Regions from separate parts of the Delphinus delphis genome. Here region 2 is linked to region 1. The links are chromatin contacts, called in public Hi-C maps. All regions are on one chromosome and are shown on one strand. Each heading gives the region's core, a stretch centred on a gene start, on an enhancer-like site or on the middle of the called end of the contact. The rest is flanking DNA. Distances are from core to core; before and after follow the strand shown. Region 1 holds the start of RPS19BP1 (ribosomal protein S19 binding protein 1). Region 2 holds the start of TNRC6B (trinucleotide repeat containing adaptor 6B).

Region 1 (6,487 bases), core at 135-2,634:
GGACCCACAACCCTCAGGGCAAATCCGTGGAGCTTGATGCCAATGAAACCATGCAGCCCTCCTTGCTCCTCTGGGGCCACTCCTGTCCCAAGGGACATGCCCTCACTACAGAATCCTCCTGCCTGAGATACTCCCCTCCCACATGGCCAGCTCCTCTTCTCCTCCAGAGTCCTCCTGACTCCCACCCAGCGCCCCTGCAATGCTCTCCTGGGTGGGTGGCACTGGGGAGCAGTGCATAACTGCTCAGGCCAGGCTGTCTGTCTTGATTCCCAGCTCTGACACCACCTTGTGACCTGGACAGGTTCCTTGGCCTCTCTGTGCCCCTTTCCTCATTTGTAAAATGGGGGAAGCAGTTGTTCCTGCTCCAGAGGAGGGGAGGGCAGTAGTGGTATAAGTGAGTTAACAAATGTGAAACACTTAAGACAGCACCTTGACACAATGTCTGTTATTATTAACATCTGTTTAGGTTTTTCCCTCCTGGACTAGCTGACGGAGGTTAGTGAGGTTCATTCACAAAGGACCAACTGAGTCACCTCCATGTCCTACACTCTACAGTGTCATGTATACAAAAGGATCTCAGAACATGTTTGTACGGTGAATTCAGTGGTTCCCCCTCATTCACCACTGATTTATTGAGTGCCTTCTGCATGCCAAGTACTGGGCTAGGAGCTGCAGATGGAGCAGTGAACAAGACAGGTTTCCTCCCCACAGCAAGAAGAGTACTAATTTCTAAGCCAGAAGTTCTCAAACTATTTTGTCTAAGAACTCTTTACTCTTAAAAAAATTCAGGATCCCAAAGAGCTTTTGTATGTGTAACTAACAAGAGTTACCATGTTAGAAACTAAAACAGAATTTTAAAAAATACTTATTAATTCATTTAAAACAACAATAACAAGCCCGCATATTAACATAAGTGACATATTTTAATGAAAACAAAACGAAATAGTGGGAAAACACTGATATTGTTTTGCATTTTTGCAAATGTCTCTAATGGAAGATAGCTGGATTCTCATGCCGAACTAGATCTGTGCGATATGTTGCTCTGGTTGAAGTATAATACTTCCAAAAATACATTCCCCTTTTTCGTAAAAATTGAGAATACTAACACTCCGTCCCGAGCCCGGCCTCGCCCACTACTGAGACGCCTGACGCGATAGGACTGACCCACCAGGCTGGGCTAGCGGTGGACGGCTTCCGGGAGAAGGCGAGGCCTGGCTCCCAAAGGGTCGGTGGGGTTGCGATTGGACGACAAATGCGTCCTTCGGCGCGTTGGCCCCGCCTCCAGATCCCGCCCAGTGATAAACCTAACGCCTGCGTCCTAAGGAAGGTGGGCACTTCCGCCCGCCCATTGCGGAACCTTTTGTTCTAGCTCGCGTTTCCACCGAAACGACAAGGGCGGCCAAGACGGAAGTAGTTGAGGCGTGTGGGCGGAGCTAAGCGCCGCTATGTCGGTTTCCTTGCTGCGGCGAGGTTTGGAGCTTTTGGGGGTGCCTGAGGGTGAGGAGCTTCTTCCCAGAGACGTCCAGCCTGGGCGGGAAGGCGGCAGGGGCTGGGGGCAGGAGCCCCGAGGGTGCGAACGATCCAGACCGGGCTTAGCCTCGGTGAATGGGAACCCTGAGCGCCCTCCGAACCGAGTCGGTTCCTCTCTTCCCCTACAGCCCCCAGGGACGCGCCAGGCCAAACCAAGACGAGCGAGGCTCCGATGAAGCGGACGCGGAAGGCAAAGGCGGCCCAGGCCCAGAAACTGCGGAACTCGGCCAAGGGAAAGGTGCCCAAATCGGCGCTGGGTGAGCTCGGGAAGGGGCTGGACGCGCTGCTCCCGGGGTCGGGGGGCGGTGCCGGGGAGGAAGGGGCGCTAGAGTGAGGGCTTGAAATGTTACCCAGGAGTTTCTAGAATACTTGCTGTGCGACGGGCGTGGGGCGGGACCCTGGGAACACGGAGGTGAACGAATCACATTGTCCCGCCCTGCAAGGTCTACAGCCCTAGTAGGGAGAGAAGCATCGAAGAGTTTCAAAATCAGCGTATGGTTGCTGTGATAGGGTCTATGCATTAAGACTGTGGTGCTCTGAGAGGGACTTAGAATGAAAGGCCAAATCGGGCTTCTCTGAGGAAGCAACAGTTAAGCCCAGACCCGATGGAAGTATACGAGTGAACCGGGGGAAGAGTATTCTAGAGAGAATGGCATATGCGGAGTCAGAAAGAAGTTTATTGCCTTTGAAATCTTGAAAAAAAAGAAGCCTGGTCAAAGTGACATACAGGGAACGAGGGTCAGAGACGGAGCATTAAATAAAATTAATACTCCGTGTGCCAGGTGCTGTTCTAAGCCTCGTACAAATGTTTGCTCATGTAATTGCTCCCAGCAACCCTGTGAGGTCGGCACTATCATCACCTCCATTTTACAGAAGCAGAAACAGGCCCCTGCCCAGATAGTACAGGTAGAAACCAGGCAGATTGTCTCCAGAGCCCTGATCCCACCTACTGCTTCAAGATGCTATGGCCTGGGCGGTGGTGATGGTGCGGAGATGAGAGAATTGTGCAGGTGGAAGATGCGGTGAGGAGGGGGCATTGATGGCTTCAGTGGTGAATTGGCTGTGAGGATGGAGGCAGAGAGAGTCAGCGAGTACGGAATGTCTTGGGGGATGTGGCGCCACTTAACGAGACCTACAGACTTGAGGAGCTGGAGTGGGCAGGAATGCAGGGTGTTTTTGACCTGTGGCAGGACTTGGTGAGCTCCTAGTGTGTCTTTGAATCCCCAGGGCCTCGTGCATAAAAGGTGTTCAAGTTGTTTGTTAAAAGAACTATGAATTCCGAGGAAATACAGCATGAGCAAAAGTGTGGAGGCAGGAAAGTGAGCCTGGGTTGAGCCACAGTGGTGCTGGAGTGGAACAGGCACACAAGGGGCCCGAGGGAGGTCACTCCTCCATCCCAGCCCCCGCCCCACCACCCTGTCATGGTACATGACTGAGGACTGAGGGGACTCTCTCAACCCTCAGTGGCCAACCTAAAGAACACCTCTGTGGCTGCCACCTTGGTCTGAGCTACACACCATCTCTTGCCTGGATTGTTGCAGAAGCCTCCTAACTGGTCTCCCTTCCACTGCCCCCTCCCCCAGTAATCTTGTTCTCACCATAGCAGCCGAAGTGATCCCGTAAAATCCTGAGTCAGACCTGTCTCTCCTCTGCCCTGCACCCACCAGGGTGAGAGCCTGAGTCTGTCGGTGCCTGCTCAGGCCCCACATGATCTGCTCCTTCCAGCTTCGTCTCCTCGGCTTCTCCCCTCTCTGTCCAACCACTTTCTGTTCTTCAAGCACATTAATCACACTTCTGCTTCAGAGCCTTTGCACTGGCTGTTCCCTCTACCCAGAATGCTCTTCTCCCACAGTGTCACACTCTCTCCCTCCAGTCTTTGCTCAGAATTCATTTCAGTGAGGCCTTCTCAGAGCCTCCTGTTTGGAATTGCAACCCTCCCCCCAGCATCTCTCATTTCTGTTTACTATTCTCTTTTTCTCCATAAAATGATCACCCTCTGAAGTACCGTTTACCTTGTGTACCATCCCTCTTCCCACGGAATGGAAGTTCCATGAGGGCAGGACTTTTTGTCTGTTCTGTTTCCTGCTCTGTGCTCTTGCACCTAGAACAGTGGCTGACACACACACAGTAAGTGCCCAGGCCACCTTTGTTGAGTAAATCACTTGAGCAGGTGGAACCAAGGGGGACTTTGAGCAGGGTCTGTGTGGGGTGTGGTTTTGACAGAAGAGCCCAGGCTGTTGCAGCAGCCTGGGGAAGGGACGACAGGGCCTTTGGTAGGGCCATGGGAGGGGGGAGTGGAGTGGGGAGATGTCAGGAGGGGACCCAGAAGGCTTCCAGGGAGTGAATCTGAAATGATGCCATCCACAGCTGAGTTCCAGAAGCGAGAGCGTCGAGGTTACCTTGGAGTAAACCTGAGGTTTATGACTAGTGCAAGAAGCACAGTGGCCGAATCCGTCACCCAGCAGGTTCGTCAGGGGGATGGGCTGTGGGAAGGAACCTGGGGGGTGAGAACTGAGGCTGTTCCTGGGATCTGTGGGAGTCTCAGCCCTGAGCATAGGCTGGAGGGTGGAGGCCCCTCCAGGCTCCTAAGAGCTGGACACCCCGCTGTGCTGCGAGGGGCCTCCCCCTGGAGGGCCGAGAGCAGTGTGGGGAAGGTGGGAGGCTGGGCCTGGCCTTGCTCCCCTGGGACCCCTGTGGGCCTCCGCTGGCTCCTCTGTAAATGGAAACCACATGCCCTGCCTCCCGGGACGGTGTGAGGGCCAGGTGAGAGGGTGGCACTTGGTCGGCTGCACCAGGTTGTGTGGCTGCAAGTGGCTGGGAGTCCCCACCCAGGGCTCCTGACTCTCACACCCCCCAAGATTGTGCGCCAGGACCGGGGCCGCAAGGCCTGTGACCGGCCTGTGGGCAAGACTAAGAAGAAGAAGAAGGCCGAGGGCACCGTGTTCACCGAGGAAGACTTCCAGAAGTTCCAGCAGGAGTACTTCGGCAGTTAGGCTCCCGGGAGGGCACAGCCGCCTCGGACCTCTCAGCCTGGCTCAGGAAAGCCGTGGAGTGGAGGCTGGCACGGAGCTGGCGAGCTGGAAGCCCAGGGGAGGACCTTCGCTCAGACCCGAACTGACATCTGCAGGCTCGAGAGGTACCACCTGCCTGCTGGAAGGGAACACATTGGACTGTTTTGTCTGCTTTAGCCCAGGGAGGGCCTCGGGGCTGTTTGCTGTGGAGAGGCCTGTCACTGGGCCCTTGGGGACCACACCTCTGATAGGACGAGGGCCGCTGGGTGGGCTTCCAGGTTCTAATAAACGTGGCCCAGGGGCCGTGTGTGCTGCTCTAACAGGGTGTCTCCCGCCGCCTCTGGCACCAAGGAGCCTTCCCTCCCTCCCCCACCTCCCGGCTGGTTCTTAGGGCTCCAGGTGAGAAGTCCTGCAGCCCAGCCCCGGCGCAGGTACCACCAGAGAGCAGTTCACCCATCCGCAGACCCCGCAGGCCTCCTCTCCCTGGGGTGGCAGCCCCAGCTGAGAAGGCAGCTCTTGAGGAAGCTGAGGGAGGGAGCATGGCTGCCTCAGCCTAGTGCCCAGGGCTTGTGCCCTTGTGTGTTTTTTTTTGGGGGGGGCAGGATGAAAGGCCACTTTTTGTTTCTCTGACCTCTGTCACAGGAGGTGGGGACTAGTGGGGCGACTCAGGAGGTGAGCTCAAGAAACAGGGTTTTACACGCAGGTCTGCCGAGCAGAAGGGTGGTGCTGGGCCCAGAGCTGCACCACCAGGGGAAGGTGGAGGCCGGGCCACGTCCGGCGGGGGCAGCGCAGGGCAGGTGCTGTTGAGCAGATGCCCGAGTGAGCGGGTGGTGCTGCCCAGCTGGGTCTTCAGTGTGGCACTGATGACAAGTCCTAGAAGCCCAGGGGTCCCTTCTGGGGAGGGGGCCCTGGAGGCCTCCAGGCTGCTCGTCTGGCTCGCCGAGTGCCACCCCCCGCACGCCTAAAGGCTCCCTGGGACACGTGTTGTCTGGTAGGGGACTTCTGAAGGGACCCTGCCGTGGGTTCTTCTGTGCAAGAGAAGGGGAAGTTTTACCCCTCACACAGCCAGACCCCGGCAGGGCTGTTCCTGGTTGCTATCCAGCTTTCCATCCCAAGTGGGGACAGGAGGGGACCACAGAATTGCCTGAGGCAGAGTTGGCGCCTGTCCTGTCTGCAGTGCAGGTGGCCTCCGAGACTGGGAAGCATACCAGCCATCCAGGAAGTCAAGGTGGGCAGAAGAGGTGTCGTGACTCCAAACCGGTATTGCGCCACCGTCCTCAGATGGCTTGTTCCAAGAAGGGAGAGGGGGTGTTTTCCCAAGCTCTCCTCCTGCCTGCTGAGCTTCACTGACCCCTGTGAGGAGAGACACTCCGGTGTCCTTGGAGGCTCATTCCCTTCCTCTGTTAAGCAGCTTAGCAAGCAGCAGCCTCAGCTTCTTGCTTTCTCTCACCAGTTCTCTGAAGAACCGGCTGACCCAGGGCCCCTTGCTAACGGGCACGCACCTGCTGTTACGTCATCACGAACAGGTTCCTGCCCCCTCCCCAGGTGTAGAATGAGGGGCCTGCCTCTGCGGGAGGGTGAGAGCAGGGGTCCTGCGCTTCTCTGCTTGTGAGTTTCCAGTGTCTTAATGTTTGTGCTGAGTAGCACCAGTGGGTGTGTGTCCGTGACCCCAAGGCATGACTGACGTTAGCGTTCACCCGAGACACTGGTCCTATGGGTCGGGGTGGGGCCCCACAATCTGCTGTTAACAGTCACCCTGGACGGCTCCGTTGCAGGTGGTGAGAAGGCAGCAGGTGGGGGCCCTGGGGAGGCGGGTGCTGGCGATGGAGGAAGGATGTGCCACCGGGGAGGGGTGCCGGTGCAAGAGCCACACGTGGGGGTGCTGACCATGAGCCGCGGACCGGGTGACTGACAATCTTTTGGGAAAGGGACAGGAACCAAGTAAG
Region 2 (6,758 bases), core at 2,722-5,221, 410 kb before region 1:
AAGAAAGGCTGTGTAGTTAGAATGTCAGGAAGGCAGGTGGGCCATATAAAGGTGAGAGAAGGCTGGAGAGGCAGGCAGAGGCCAGATCTTGCGAAGCCTCAAAGGGTGAAAAATAAAATCCTAAACGGGTCTGAGTGCAACGGGAAGCCGTGAGGGGTTTTGACCAGGGAAATCCTGATGGGTTCTAAGTGTTCCAACCACCTATGCTCTGCTCAGCCTACTGAACAGAAGCCGGCTTGGCAGCAAAGAGGCAGGACCCAGCATTCGTAGCTGAGTAGCAGGATACCTGGTCTGGGGTAAGAGTTTAATATAAGGCCCTTCAAGTGTTCCAGGGTTCCAAGGCTGGGAGAAGGACGGTACCACCAAAAAATATAGAAAAATCTGGTGGAAGAGCTGGTTTGGGAGCCATTAGCTGGGAGGCAAAGTTAGGCACAACTCTAAACATACCGGGTATGAAAGACTAGGGAAGAATTCCAGCAGGTAAATATGGATGTTGTTTAGAGAATGGAAGAGAGATGAGGCATGGATCCTCAGGTTAACAGACAGAAGTGATATAGTTTAAATCCCAAAAGTAAATAACATTTTCAAGGAGTAGAAAAAGAGAAAAAAAAAAAGACAACAAAAGGAGCCTGAGTTTGATCCTTAGAGTTAATTTCTCTCTGGGATGGAAGTCAGGAAAAAGGGCTCTCAAAAAGGAAAGAGCATGAGTGAGTCTTTTTGGAGTGATGGAACTGTTCTGTATCCTGATTATGGTGATGGCCACATGTATCTGTACATGTACTAACATTCACAGAAACATACACACACTAGAAGTCATTGTTATTATATGTTATTTTAAAAGTAAAATAAAAATGTTTTTAAAGGGTGGGGTAGTCAAAAGGACTGAGCTACAGGGAGACAGCACAGAACAGGATAAAGCCCGAAAGGATGCTCTGGGAAATTTAACCATTAAATTAAATGGCAACCTTGGAAAACGCCTCAGTGAGTGGTGGTGAGGTTAAAAGCCAGGCTGCAAAGGTTCAAGGATGACTAAGTAGTGAAGGGAAGCAGTCAGTATAGCCTCCTCTGTTAGAATTCTGGAGGTGAAAGGAAGAACAGAATGGCACAGGAGCTCAAACAGATGAGAAGTGGGAGATTAGCAAACTAGCAGAGCCAAACTTCCCAGACTCTATGAATTGCTCCATTTAAGTATTCTTCTAAAACATGCCTTTTGCACATGAGCTGTTCACTTTCTTATCGTCCCATTGAACTAAAACTGCTAAAATGAACCCAAAATCATGACATTTTTAACTCTGTTCCTTAGTCAACTGATATTTACTGTGCTCCTACTATACAGTAAGCACCCTGCTGGATACAAAAGTGAATAACGCCTGGGCCCTGGAAGAGCACACAGGATTAATCACAACAGCAAAGGTACTGGAGTGATCTGCACGAAGCGCTCTGAAAGCCTTGACCTCTGAATTAAACACATTTTAATTTATCTTTATGAAAAGTAAATAAGGAGGAAATTAAAGCAAAGCTTAGATGTAACACTAGTAAAAATGTTCCTAATTTCTAAAAACTAAGAATGAGTTTCTTAAGTTAGGTATGGGGAACCTAATCATCAGTCGCATTTCCCTTTTCCATCCCTCTCTGCTTTTCAGTGTACTCTGCATTTCTTCCTCTGGATAAGTTAGGGGGCAAAATGGGACAAGCACAGGCTTTGAAACCAAACAGACTTAAGACTAAACCGATGCCCTTGAACTTCCTAGCTCTGTGGCTTCTGGAGGCTCATAAAACAGTAATGATACCTACCCCGCAGGCTTAAGGTAAGAATTAGGTAAAAATATAAACAGGTTGGCATATGCAAAACACGCAAAAAATGTTAGCTTAGGGCCTCCCTGGTGGCGCAATGGTTGAGAGTCCGCCTGCCGATGCACGGGGCACGGATTCGTGCCCCGGTCCGGGAAGATCCCACATGCCGGGGAGCAGCTGGCCCCATGAGCCACGGCTACTGAGCCTGCGCATCTGGAGCCTGTGCTCCGCAATGGGAGAGGCCCGCGTACCGCAAAAAAAAAAAAAAAAGTTAGCTTAACATTATTACTACCATTTGAAGAAATGATATTGTTCTGATTTAAAACATTTTTAAGTGCTTCCATTTGAATGAGAAAAAAATAATCTTTTTTCCCCAAGGGCATGACATTTCTGTGCTACCTTAGAAAAGCAGCTTGGCAATTTTTTCTCCTTAAGTCCTATCAGGAACTATTTTGCTCAAATAATGATGTTTGGGACAAGCACTTAAAAACAGTCAACAACTAAGAAACTATAAAGGCATCATTATTATCATCACGGCATCCCAAGAGGAACAAGCCAGTCTGATTTGCGATCTGCATACTTGCCTTAGTGTATGGACCTACTACATTCACATCTCTCCTACTACATACCGAGTGGGACACTGCACACGTGTAGAGTTGTCAATGTTCTAAAAGTTCTGCTTTTTAAAAGGCATTTACAAAACACTACCAAAAGAATAAACATAGTTTCAAAGCCAAGCTGCTTCTCCAAATCAATAGGAAACTATCATCCTACTGAAATTCCCCACAACTACGAAGGAAATAGCCTCTATTGTTAAACCTGCACAAAATGCTAAGATGTAAGATTTCTATACATCCCATTTCTGTTTGCTTAACTGCTGGCGCGGGGGGGGGGGGGCAGTAATTAATGACGTTTTACTCACTGACCATGGGGAAACATCTCTGGCCAATTTTGTTGTATAATTTTGCTTATATTGTAAGCAAATGGCCAACTTGAAATTCACCTTATCCCTCGCTTCAACCTCCAGCACAGACGCTAAAAAGTAATAAAACAGCCAAAAGATACATGAGAAAGCAAGCAGCCTGAAAAGACCCAGACTAGTTCTCGGTGCCCAAAGAACTGAGCATGTGCTGGTCCTTAAGAAGCCTGACAAGAGGCTACCTTTACTGGGTGTCTTCAGCCACTACAGTGGATTTAAGCCCACTGTGGAAACCCACTAGTTTGAAACCAAAGGGCGCAGGACCAGGGAATGCAGGAAACACTTCGGGCTGGTCGTCCGCTGATATTCCCCTCGCCCTCCTTTCCCCGAGGAGGTTGAATCGCCTCTCGAAGGTGGCCACACACGCAAGGCTCTGGGGGGAGGGGTGGGGGCGGCAGCAGGGGAACGCATTCACTCCGTCACGCAGGTCCTGCACACAGGTGGGGACCGGGAGGCTTCGAGGCCTGCCGCCTCCCTCTGCCACCGCCAGGCAGGGGCCCCGACGCGCCTCCGCGGGCCTCGGCTCTCCGCGGGGACCCCTCTCTGCCCCGAGGTCCCCCAGCGACGGGAAGCGAACTCGACTCGACCAGCCCACCCGGAAGCCCTCCCCCAGCTCACACCTGCCGGCGCGTGACGCCCGCAGTCGCGCTCGTCTGCCGGTCCCGGCCCGGCCATTCGGGGCGCCCCTTCCCCGCGAGCGGATGTCGCCCGCGTCCCTCCCAGCCCCGGGGTCAAATCCACCAGACGCCCGCCCCGCGGGGCGCGCGCCCAACGCCGCCACCCCCGCCGACCCCGCGCGCTCACGCCCCTCCGGCCCTCTCCCCGCCGCGCGCGCTCACTCGCGAGGACACGCACACGGTGCGCCTCAGCTTGACAGGCCGACCCCGCGCCGCGCGCTCCCGCGGGCGTCCTCGCCCACCCGGCCGGCCAGCTCTGACTGGGCGGTGAGCGGGGGAGGGGAAGGGCGGCGGTGGCCGTCGGTCCTCACTTACCACTGAGCCGTGCCGGCTCCAAGTGCGCGGCGTTCCGCTGTGAGGCGATGCGCCGCGATGCGCGCGGTCCCCGCTTCTCTGCAGGCTATGGAGGCGACGTAGTAGAGGGACTGAGGGGCTCGGGGGGGGTCACTCCCTCCCGCTTCACCTCCGAGAAACACGGGGACCCCAGAAACTAAAAACAAAATAAACAAACTTTCCCCTCCGCCTCCCTCCCCCAAAACCACAACACAAACACTCGGGGGCCCGCCCAGAGCCCCACTCCATTGGCCGCAGGGAGGATGCTGCCAGCCCTCACTGGCTGGCTTTTGTGCCCGTCAAGCTGCCGTTCCGCCCCTCCAATTTCTCCCAGCTGCCGTCGCCCCTCATTGGTCAAACGCGTTCCGTTTGACGAGCTACGATTGGCTGAGCTGTCTGCGCCAATCATTCGGGGACACACCCCCTCAGCATCCCAGAGACCTTTTCCTCGGTCGCGGACTCGGAGAGGCGAAGGGGAAACTAGAGCATGATGGCGGCCGAGCTCACTTGGCGCAACCATCGTCTTTTTCCTTTTATTAGCTCATTAGTGCCTCGCCCTCGCGCTGTTTCCCCTAAGCTCCTCTCTCCGTCCAGTACTGCCTAATAACGGAATCTATACGTCCCGGCTCCTTGATTTATCCCCGCCGAAGTGCTGAGTGTGGGCTCGTTGTGAATCATTGGACTGTCAGCGTGTCACTCCCTAGTCAAATCTTCAAACTATTGGTGGAACAGCAAGCAAGTCCGTCCAACAACAAGGGCTAATGCCATTGGTGTGTCTCCACTGAGTTCTTTCCTGGTACCTTATTGGGCAAATAGGCGCGTCGGTCAGATCTGGATTCGCTGTGCTGTGGTTAATTGTTTGCTAGGGAGTTTGAATGACTCCCATCATTTGGCCTGTGGTTGACGATAGTAACGATTACCATTTATTGCATGTCCGCTTTGTGCCAACCATGCAGAGTTCTTTACAAGGACTATCGGTTGAACCTGTGAGTTTTACGTTCTCTAAATTTTACAGTTAGGAAACTGAGGCTCCAGAGAGGTTAGGAAATTTGCCCAAGGTCACCTAGATAGGATGTAGTTGGTAGGCAAGCATTTGGTCCCAGGTCTGTCTGACTCCAGAGCCTTCGCTCTTTTCACTGTACTTTAGTGCCTTTCCCTTAGCCTAGAATCGTACCCAATCAGCTAACCCAACATCTTCAAAAGCTTTCAATCAGAAGCTAAATTCCTCAGTTTCTGGAGGTGACATTGCTGGGGACTAAAGCTATGGAATAGGCTGTCATTGCCTCCACTGCATCCTCTTCTCCAGCACCCATTCCTCCCCACCCTGAATTAAACAGTCTTGGTGATTCCTGACCAGAAGCCTATCTACCTTTATGTTCATTTTCTAGGCTTTATAAATAAATGGACACTTCTACCAGCCTTCTGTTTCAAGCCTACTTTCCTGACCCACACCCATCCATCTCCAGCTCACTCTCTTTTGAGAGAGTCCTCAAGAGGCAGAAACAAGGAGAGAATCTAAAGAGAGAAAAAGAATAAATCGGTTTAGAAATAAATAATTTACTGTATGCAAACGGAACAGCCCTTCGGCTCCTGGATAGCTTCCAGAGTAGCCCCTGATGCTGTGCAAGACAAGTGCTCCTGGCTTGTGGCCATTGGATTCTTTGTGGCCGCTTTCAGCAAAGTGAATCCAACATTCCAGCCGGGGGAGGGCAGAATGCTTAGGACCCACTGCCAGAGAGCCGGCCCCAGGCTCTGGGACTGAAATGATCTCCAGGAGCACAGTGCTGGACGATAGCCTGCATTCCGTCTCGGGTAATTAACATTTTACCATCCCAAATCCCCACCCCCTGTAGCTTCAGTGGGATCACTGCCCTTGTTTCCTCTCCTGATCCAAGCTGTTGTGTAACCGCATTGGCACTGCTTTAATAATAAAACAACCACTGTAACACAGTAATAGTGCTCAACACTTATAGCCTTTCAGCAGAGGAAGATAAGTGTTTCACAAACATCAATTAAGATTAAATGGCAGGTATTCCTAGGGCAACTGCCAGCAGAAGGACAGAAGAAAATTCATGAGTCAAATTCTAAGAAAGGTCCTAAGAACCTGAATCCTTATAACTACATACCCCATACTAGCATTCCAATATGGGGATTCTGAACCAGAAAACAAAAAGAATGAGAAATGGTCAGTGTCCCAAAACTTCCTTATTTTCATAGTTGGTTGTTTGTAACTCTATTTTTAACCCTTAAACTAGTTTTTATAGTTTAATTGTTGGACATACCTGTCTCCCCAACTCAGTTTAAAGTTCCTTGAAAACAAATGATTTCTTTTTCATTTTTGTATGTCTCGAATTGCTCTGATTATATAAGGTTCCCCCAATAAATAATTATTCAGTAAATATTTATGGAGCTAGTTGGCACTTTCCTAAGGTACAGAGGCTGCACAGATGAATAAAACACGTCTGCCTTTAGGAACCTCGATTTAGTGGGGGTGACCAACAGGTAAACACAGTGCAGATGGCTTGGAGGGACATGGGACTCAATCTTGGAGAGACAAAGATGGCTACCCTGAAGGTGTGACATCTACAAGAACTAAAGGATGAATTGTGATTACCTAGGCAAGAGACTGGGGATGTGCGGTGACCTGCAATGCTCGCTCTCTAGGGCCAGGGAGCAGGATAGGAATATCCAGGAGTGGCCAAAGCCGGTGCTTCCTATAAGATTGCTGTTTTTCTGATCATAAAAGTAACATTGAGTAAAGATTTCAGACAATACAGAAGTTTTAAAGTAGAAAATAAAATCTCCCTCAAATCCCACTGCTAGAGCCAACCGCCATTAAGGAGAGTATCTTCCCAGACTCTTGCGTTACGCGGGCCTCTCACTGTTGTGGCCTCTCCCATTGCGGAGCACAGGCTCTGGACACGCAGGCTCAGCGGCTATGGCTCACGGGCCTAGCCGCTCTGGGGCATGTGGGA

The links. Hi-C and Micro-C count contacts between places; a contact is called where the count stands out from the background.
Region 2: a Hi-C map of lung shows a contact between it and region 1, with 8 times the contacts expected there. The contact joins the promoter of TNRC6B here to the promoter of RPS19BP1 in region 1. A contact is called at or near these places in 3 of 3 Hi-C or Micro-C datasets (lung and muscle).

Annotation. Positions count from the first base shown.
Region 1 is chr11:93,350,069-93,356,555 of mDelDel1.2, reverse strand. RPS19BP1 (ribosomal protein S19 binding protein 1) reads left to right here and starts at 1,384. Exons shown (of 4, transcript XM_060023964.1): 1 at 1,384-1,497; 2 at 1,659-1,787; 3 at 3,898-3,995; 4 at 4,389-4,861. The coding sequence starts at 1,446. The coding sequence ends at 4,523.
Region 2 is chr11:93,765,712-93,772,469 of mDelDel1.2, reverse strand. It overlaps TNRC6B (trinucleotide repeat containing adaptor 6B), which reads right to left and starts at 3,971. Exons shown (of 24, transcript XM_060025704.1): 1 at 3,766-3,971.